Regions from separate parts of the Callithrix jacchus genome. Here region 1 is linked to region 2. The links are chromatin contacts, called in public Hi-C maps. All regions are on one chromosome and are shown on one strand. Each heading gives the region's core, a stretch centred on a gene start, on an enhancer-like site or on the middle of the called end of the contact. The rest is flanking DNA. Distances are from core to core; before and after follow the strand shown. Region 1 overlaps CIPC (CLOCK interacting pacemaker). Region 2 has its middle 18 kb from the start of CIPC.

The links. A called contact is a pair of places that touch in the nucleus more often than the background predicts.
Region 1: a contact with region 2 is called in a Hi-C map of skeletal muscle, with 2.8 times the contacts expected there. The contact joins two enhancer-like sites. A contact is called at or near these places in 3 of 3 Hi-C or Micro-C datasets (induced pluripotent stem cells and skeletal muscle).

Annotation. Positions count from the first base shown.
Region 1 is chr8:111,984,561-111,987,993 of calJac240_pri, reverse strand. All of the region lies in intron 1 of CIPC (CLOCK interacting pacemaker), which reads right to left. Among named protein-coding and RNA genes, the nearest start is that of IRF2BPL, 28 kb to the right of the region's middle. Within about 2 kb of position 1,388, at least 1 of the 16 cell types and tissues checked has an H3K27ac peak or open chromatin away from gene starts, as enhancers often do. A contact at or near this core is called in skeletal muscle, where this site is marked.
Region 2 is chr8:111,937,456-111,940,501 of calJac240_pri, reverse strand. No RefSeq gene overlaps it. Among named protein-coding and RNA genes, the nearest start is that of CIPC, 18 kb to the left of the region's middle. Within about 2 kb of position 1,496, at least 6 of the 16 cell types and tissues checked have an H3K27ac peak or open chromatin away from gene starts, as enhancers often do. A contact at or near this core is called in skeletal muscle, where this site is marked.

The DNA of each region.
Region 1 (3,433 bases), core at 139-2,638, 48 kb before region 2:
GAGATAGTGAAAAATGTGGCTTCCATCCAGGTGCAGTGGCTCACTCCTGTAATCCCAGCACTTTGGGAGGCTTAGGTGGGTGGATCACAAGGTCAGGAGTTCAAGACCAGCCTGGCCAATATTGTGAAACCCTGTCTCTACTAAAAATACAAAAATTAGCTGGGCATGGTGGTGGACGCCTGCAATCCTAGCTACTCGGGAGGCTGAGTCAGGAGAATTGCTTGATCCCGGGAGGCGGAGGTTGCAGTGAGCCAAGATGGCAGCACTGCACTCCAGCCTGGTGACACAGAGAGACTCTGTCTCAAAACAAAAATAAACCAAAAAAACATGGCTTCCTGACTGGGCGCAGTGGCTCATGCCTTAATCCCAGCACTTTGGGAGGCTGAGGCAGGAAGCTCGCTTGAGCCCAAGAGTTCGAGATCAACCTGGGTAACACAACAAGACCCCATCTCCATTTTTAAAAATGCAAATTCCTGGGCCCCACTCAAGGAGATTTAGACTAAAAAATACTGTTGTAGATACCAGGAATCTGCATATTTAATAAGTGTCTCAAGTGATTTGTATATAGATGGTCCACAAATCTTAACAACTAAGCGCCTAATCAGTGGTCCTCAACTCTGATTGCATATTAAAATCACCTGTGGTTTAAAGCAAACCGCCATAGCACATGTTTAGCTATGTAACAAACCTGCACATCCTGCACATGTACTCTTGAACTTAAAATAAAAGTTGAATTTAAAAAAAGGCCCCCAAGGAGCTTTTAGAGAATTCCAATTCCTGGGCTAGACCATCAGGGACTTGGACTTAATTGATCCAGGGTACATGCTGGGCATCAGGATTTTTAAAAAAGCGCCCACATCTCATTATTTCAGGCAGGCTTTAACCGGCATTTGTCTTCCTAACCCATTCCTGTTCTCTTTACCTTGAGAACCCCTAGCTTCTGTAGTCTCAAACTCTAACATGCATGTGAATCTCTTGGGTATTTGTTAAAATGCAAGTTCTGGCTCAGGAGGTTGGGGGGAGGTCTGCCTCCCTAAACACATCCTCACGTGCTGCTGCTGACGATCTTATAGAAATAAGATTTTTCCCTTTGTTCAAGGCCCAAGCTCGTGTGTGGACTGTGGTGCCAAAAAGTCCTGTTTATAGAGCTTTGCTTCTGGGACATCCCCAGTGCTGGTGCTAGGTCTGCCAGACTGAATCAGATCTTGCCTCACTTCAGGCAAGTTGGTGGAGTGCCTGCAAGTCATATGTTAGGTTCTTTCAGGTTTTCAAGAACAAGCCCCGCTTGGGATAACTCAGGAGCTTGGATCCCAGGAGGTAGGGGGAAATGGTGCCTACCTTCAAAGAGACAAGATAAAGCAAATGCGTGTGAAACCAGGTACAGAGTATGAAAGAGTCACTGGGCAGGAGGGCCAGGCAAGACAAAACATGGGCATGTGCCTTGTGGTGGGTGCCTAGCAGGCTTCCGTGAGTCCCTGGAAATAAAAGCTTCCTGGGGTTAGGCAGAGGGGATGGGAGAAAGGCTGGCAGTGAGGAAGACTGAATGGTAGTTAGTCTTCCACATAGCCACAAGCATCTCCTTCCATTCTAGTATGTGTATGCCGTTTCATCCATCAGGAGGCAAAATCCATTTTCCCTCCTCCTGAATCTGGGCTGATCTGGTGTCTTGCTTGGGGAGGTAGAAGTTGTAGAAGTCACACTGTGCCAGCTTCAGAGCTAGTCCCTAAGTCTGGCAGCTTCTGCTTTCATTCCCTTGGATGAAATGTAATTCCTAGCTGCCATGTAATTAATCCCACTGACCTGAAACCACCATGCTGGCCACGTGGAGAGGCCATGCAGAGGAGTGCTGAGGTGCCAGGAGTGTAAGTGATGCCTTCTTGGCCCTTCCCTCCCAGTCCAGCCGCCAGCTGAATACAGCTGAGTGAGCGACCCCAGCTGACACAGACACCACATGGAGCAGAAGAACCACCCAGCCAAACCCTGAACAAATTCCTGAATCATAAAATCAAGAGAAATAATAAATTGCTGGGTTTTTTTTTTTTTTTTGAGACGGAGTTTTGCTCTTCTCGTTGCCCAGGCTGGAGTGCAATGGTGCGATCTCAGTTCACTGCAACCTCCACCTCCCATGTTCATTTGATTCTCCTGCTTCAGCCTCCCAAGTAGCTGAGATTACAGCCATGCACTACTATGCCCAGCTAATTTTGCATTTTTAGTAGAGATAAAGTTTCTGCATGTCAGTCAGACTGGTCTCAAACTCCTGACCTCAGGAGATCTGCCCGCCTCAGCCTCCCCAAAGTGCTGGGATGACAGGGGTGAGCCACTGTGCCTGGCCAATAAATTGCTGTTTTAAGCCACTAATTTTTTTTGAGATAGAGTCTCGCTGTGTCACCCAGGCTCGAGTGCAGTGGCGTGATCTCAGCTCCCTGCAACCTCCACTTCCCAGTTTCAAGCAATTCTGCCTCAGCCTCCTGAGTAGCTGGGATTATGGGCATGCGCCATCACGCCCAGCTTATTTTTGTATTTTTAGTGGAGACAGGTTTTCACCATGTTGGTCAGTCTGGTCTTGAACTCCTGACCTTGTGATCCACCCACCTTGGCCTCCCAAAGTGCTAGGATTTCAGGCGTGAGCCACGGCACCCAGCCAAGCCACTAAATTTAAATTTATTTAATTTTTACATTTTTTTTTTTGAGATGGAGTTTTGCTCTGTTGCCCAGGTTGGCGCAATCTTGGCTTACTGCAACCTCCACCTCCTGGGTTCAAGCAGTTTTCCTATCTCAGCCTCCTAAGTAGCTGGGAACTACAGGCCCTGCCACCATGTCTGTCTAATTTTTTTTTTTTTTTTTTGAGACTATGTCGCCTAGGCTGGAGTGCAATGACGCAATCTCGACTCACTGCAACCTCCCCCTCCCAGGTTCAAGTGATTCTGCCTCAGCTTCCTGAGTAGCTGGGACTACACAGTCGTGCACCACCATGCCCTCGACTAATTTTTTTTTGTATTTTTAGTAGAGACAGGGTTTCACCTTGTTAGCCAGGATGGTCTGGATCTCCTGACCTCGTGATCCGCCAGCCTTGGCCTCCCAAAGTGCTGGGATTACAGGCATGAGCCACCGTTCCCGGCCAATTTTTGTATTTTTAGTAGAGACGAGGTTTCACCATGTTGGCCAGGCTGGTCTTGAATTCCTGACCTCAGGTGATCTGCCCGCCTCGGCCTCAGCTTCCCAAAGTGTTGGGATTACAGGCGTGAGCCACCACGCCTAGCCTCAAGCCACTAATTTTTGAAAGTCAATTGTTATGACCTTGTTCTGATACACACAAGCTCAGGAAGCATGTCAGGCCTCAATTTCCTGATCTGTAAAATGAGAATTAGATGAGATAGGCTGGGCTCGGTCACTCAGCCAAACAATGCCACAATTTCTGTACCCATGCTCTGCC
Region 2 (3,046 bases), core at 247-2,746:
GCCTGGAGCAAGTAGGTGCTTTGTAAATGTTTGCTGTTGAGTGCCTGGCTGGGGCAGGAAGGGAGTTGGGTTGTGAGTAACACGCTCCATTGCAGCAGGCTATGGGGGAAGAGGCATCGAGCCCTGCCCTGCCTCCAGGGGCTCAGAGCTGAGTGGCATCCTTGGAACCATCTTCCCGGAAATGAGTTGCCAGCTCCACCTCCAAAGTGGCCACTGTCTTTGGCCACCTCTGGCCAAGAGGCTTGCCATTTCCAGACTGAGCAAATCCCAGCTCTGACCCAGGGACGGCAATTCCAGGCTGCCAGGCCTTGAGTGCCCCTGCTCCTTGTTCCCCTGCAGAAACTCAAACCTTGATTTCCCGAGATCCTCTTCACACCGATGCAGGCCTCACACTGCACGCCTCTGGCTGGGCTAGACCAGCTCTTCTTTCACAGTAATACTGCAGTGTCCCCTTCTCTGCTGAAAGCCTCCCTCTCCAGGGGATAGAGCTACAGGTTGAGGCCACATACTCCCTCCTCCTCAATGCCTTGGGGTCCCCACCCCCTTTCTGATCCTTGATTTTCCCTGAGCTGGATTAAGACCTTTAGCAGCCTTAAAAGCTGACAGATTAAGGTGTACCTCCCCCACTCACCCACACACAAATTCCAAATAAAATAATCCTAAACCTGAAAATAAGTGTCAGGAAGTCCAACAAAGTTTTCATTTTCCCCAGGATGACTACTCTTCCTTGCTATTTTTGAAGTACTAAATATTAGCCATTAAAAAAGCAAAACCAAACCCAAACATTTTGTTGATGGTCTTTTGCTGCCAGCGCCCTGAGAACATGCTTAATCTGCCTACCGGGGAACCTGGCCTTGCCTGCCCCCTCCCTGGTGCCCCAGAAGGACAGGGCTGGCTTGCAATAGCAGGGCATTGGGCCACTCTGCCCAGAGATGTCCCCAGGGAGAGAGGGAAGTCCTGGGCCAATCAGTCCCCACAGGGGAGGTGACATCAGCAAAGCCCAGAAGGTTCTGCTGCTTCCACCCCTCCCATAGGGCACCCTCTCCTCCCTTCCAGAGCAGCCAGGGTCAGTCTGGGCCCCCTTCCAGCCCTGCAGCTGGCCAAGGATGACTGGGCTGTTAGTCCCTAGGCCTGCTGCCCTTCACCCACACCTGCTGGGCAGGTCTCCCTGCCTGGCCAAGGGCTGCCTTAGCCACTCACCCTCCTGCTGTGGGGACGGAGCCAGCCAGGGCTGGAACATCTTCTACAAACTGGCTTTTCCAGATCCTGCTTGTAAACTCTGGTTAAAAATAAAACCTCCTGTCTGGGAAGGAGAGGGTAGGAGGGTGCGGTGGTGGGGGACAGAGCAGGCAGGCAGAGGGCTATGGACAGGTGACATCAGCCCACCCTAGCAAAATGGTGGGGTATCCCAGAGAACAATGCTGGCTGGGGAGTATCCCACATAATTCCTCTGGGAGGGAGGCACCTTCCAGAGCCCTTTGTTTTGCAAAGAGAAAACAGGCCTAAAAAGGGGCAGGTGGTGTCACCAAGTCTTCAAATGGAACCCTTGGCCTTTTTCTTGCTGCCTCCTTTTCCTCAAGAGCGAGGTGTGAGGACAACCCTCTTTCTTCTTCCCTGCCAAGGATCCTCTACTCCTCCCCAGGAGCAGTCCCCAGTCATGTCAGGGCACCTTCTCCATCCCCACCCGCCCCGCCCCGCCCAGGATCACTGTCAGAAGCTCCTTGCCATCCTCTGCCTGCTCGATCCCGCCCACTCTCTTCTTCACTGTGTTTCTCCCTCCCAGTGTCCATCAAGCTGGTCTTCCTTTCGTCTCTCTGAGGGAACAAATGGCTATTGCGGGTCGGCTCTGTGCATACTATGCCATTTATTCTTCTTGCCAATAAAGCAAAGCTTTCCTACAGTGTTTTTTGAAGGAAACGTCACCTTGTAGGGGAGAGAAGGAAAGGGCTTTGTGTATATTGAGTGCTTTACAGGTGCAGGGTACTTCCCCTATGTGATTTCCAATCCTCAAAACATCCCTGCAAAGTATTCTGAGGCCTTCCATAAAGAACAGTCCTCGAGGCTGAGAGCCTTAAGGAACTGGCTTAAGGCTCAGTCCAGCTGACCCAGGGATGACTCAGTCTTCCACCTAATCCCTTGCTCCTGCAGCCCCACAAGGGCAATGACTGAGCCCTCAGTATATGGCACAACTCTAGTAACTGAGGCCGGGGATCACTTGAGCCCAGGAAGTCCAGGCTGCAGTGAGCCGTGATGACACGATTGCACTCAGCCTGGCCTGCAGAGCGAGACCCCGTCTCAATCTCATTCCAATCTCCCAGCACCCATTAGTGAATACTACATCAGTGAGTACTAGTGTTGCCTCATTTTACAGAAGAAGGAGCTGAGGCACAGGGTAGTTAAGGAAATATGTCCCCCAATCAGGAGGAAGTAGAGCTCAACTTTGAACCCAGGGTTTTCTGCTGCAGGCCCATGCTCTTAATTACGGCCCAATCTGGACACTCACAATCCCATCTTCAAGACCCAATCCAACTTTCCATCTTTTCTGTCCAGCCCCCTCTGCAGTCTTGGGCTCTGGGCTTCAGGCCAGCTGGCCTGGTGTCTCTCTGGGGAGGGCAGAGGCTGTGGGTTCACATTCTGAAGCTGAGGTGGGAGGTTGGGCTCAAATAGTGGTAACTGACAGCCAAGCTGGTGGAAGGCTTAGGGAGGGAGAAGGTGTGGACGTGGGCTGAGAGTGGTGTGTGAGGTTGCTGTCTTTTCCTCTCCAACCCTTTTTGGAGTTTTAGCTTTGTCTCCATTGCCCTGGTGGTTTCAGGTTGTTTCTTTCTTTAGCAAATGCTCCCCCAGAAAAGGCTGTACAATTCAGAGATGAAGTATTTGGATTGGATTTGGGCATTGGGATTGGACAGAAGGAGGTTCAAATTTCCTCTTTTTTTTTTTTTGAGACAGAGTCTCACTCTGTTGCCCAGGCTGAAGTGCAGTAGCGTGTTGTTGGCTCACAACAAACTCCGCCTCCTGGGTTCAAGCGATTCTCCTGCCTCAGCCTCCT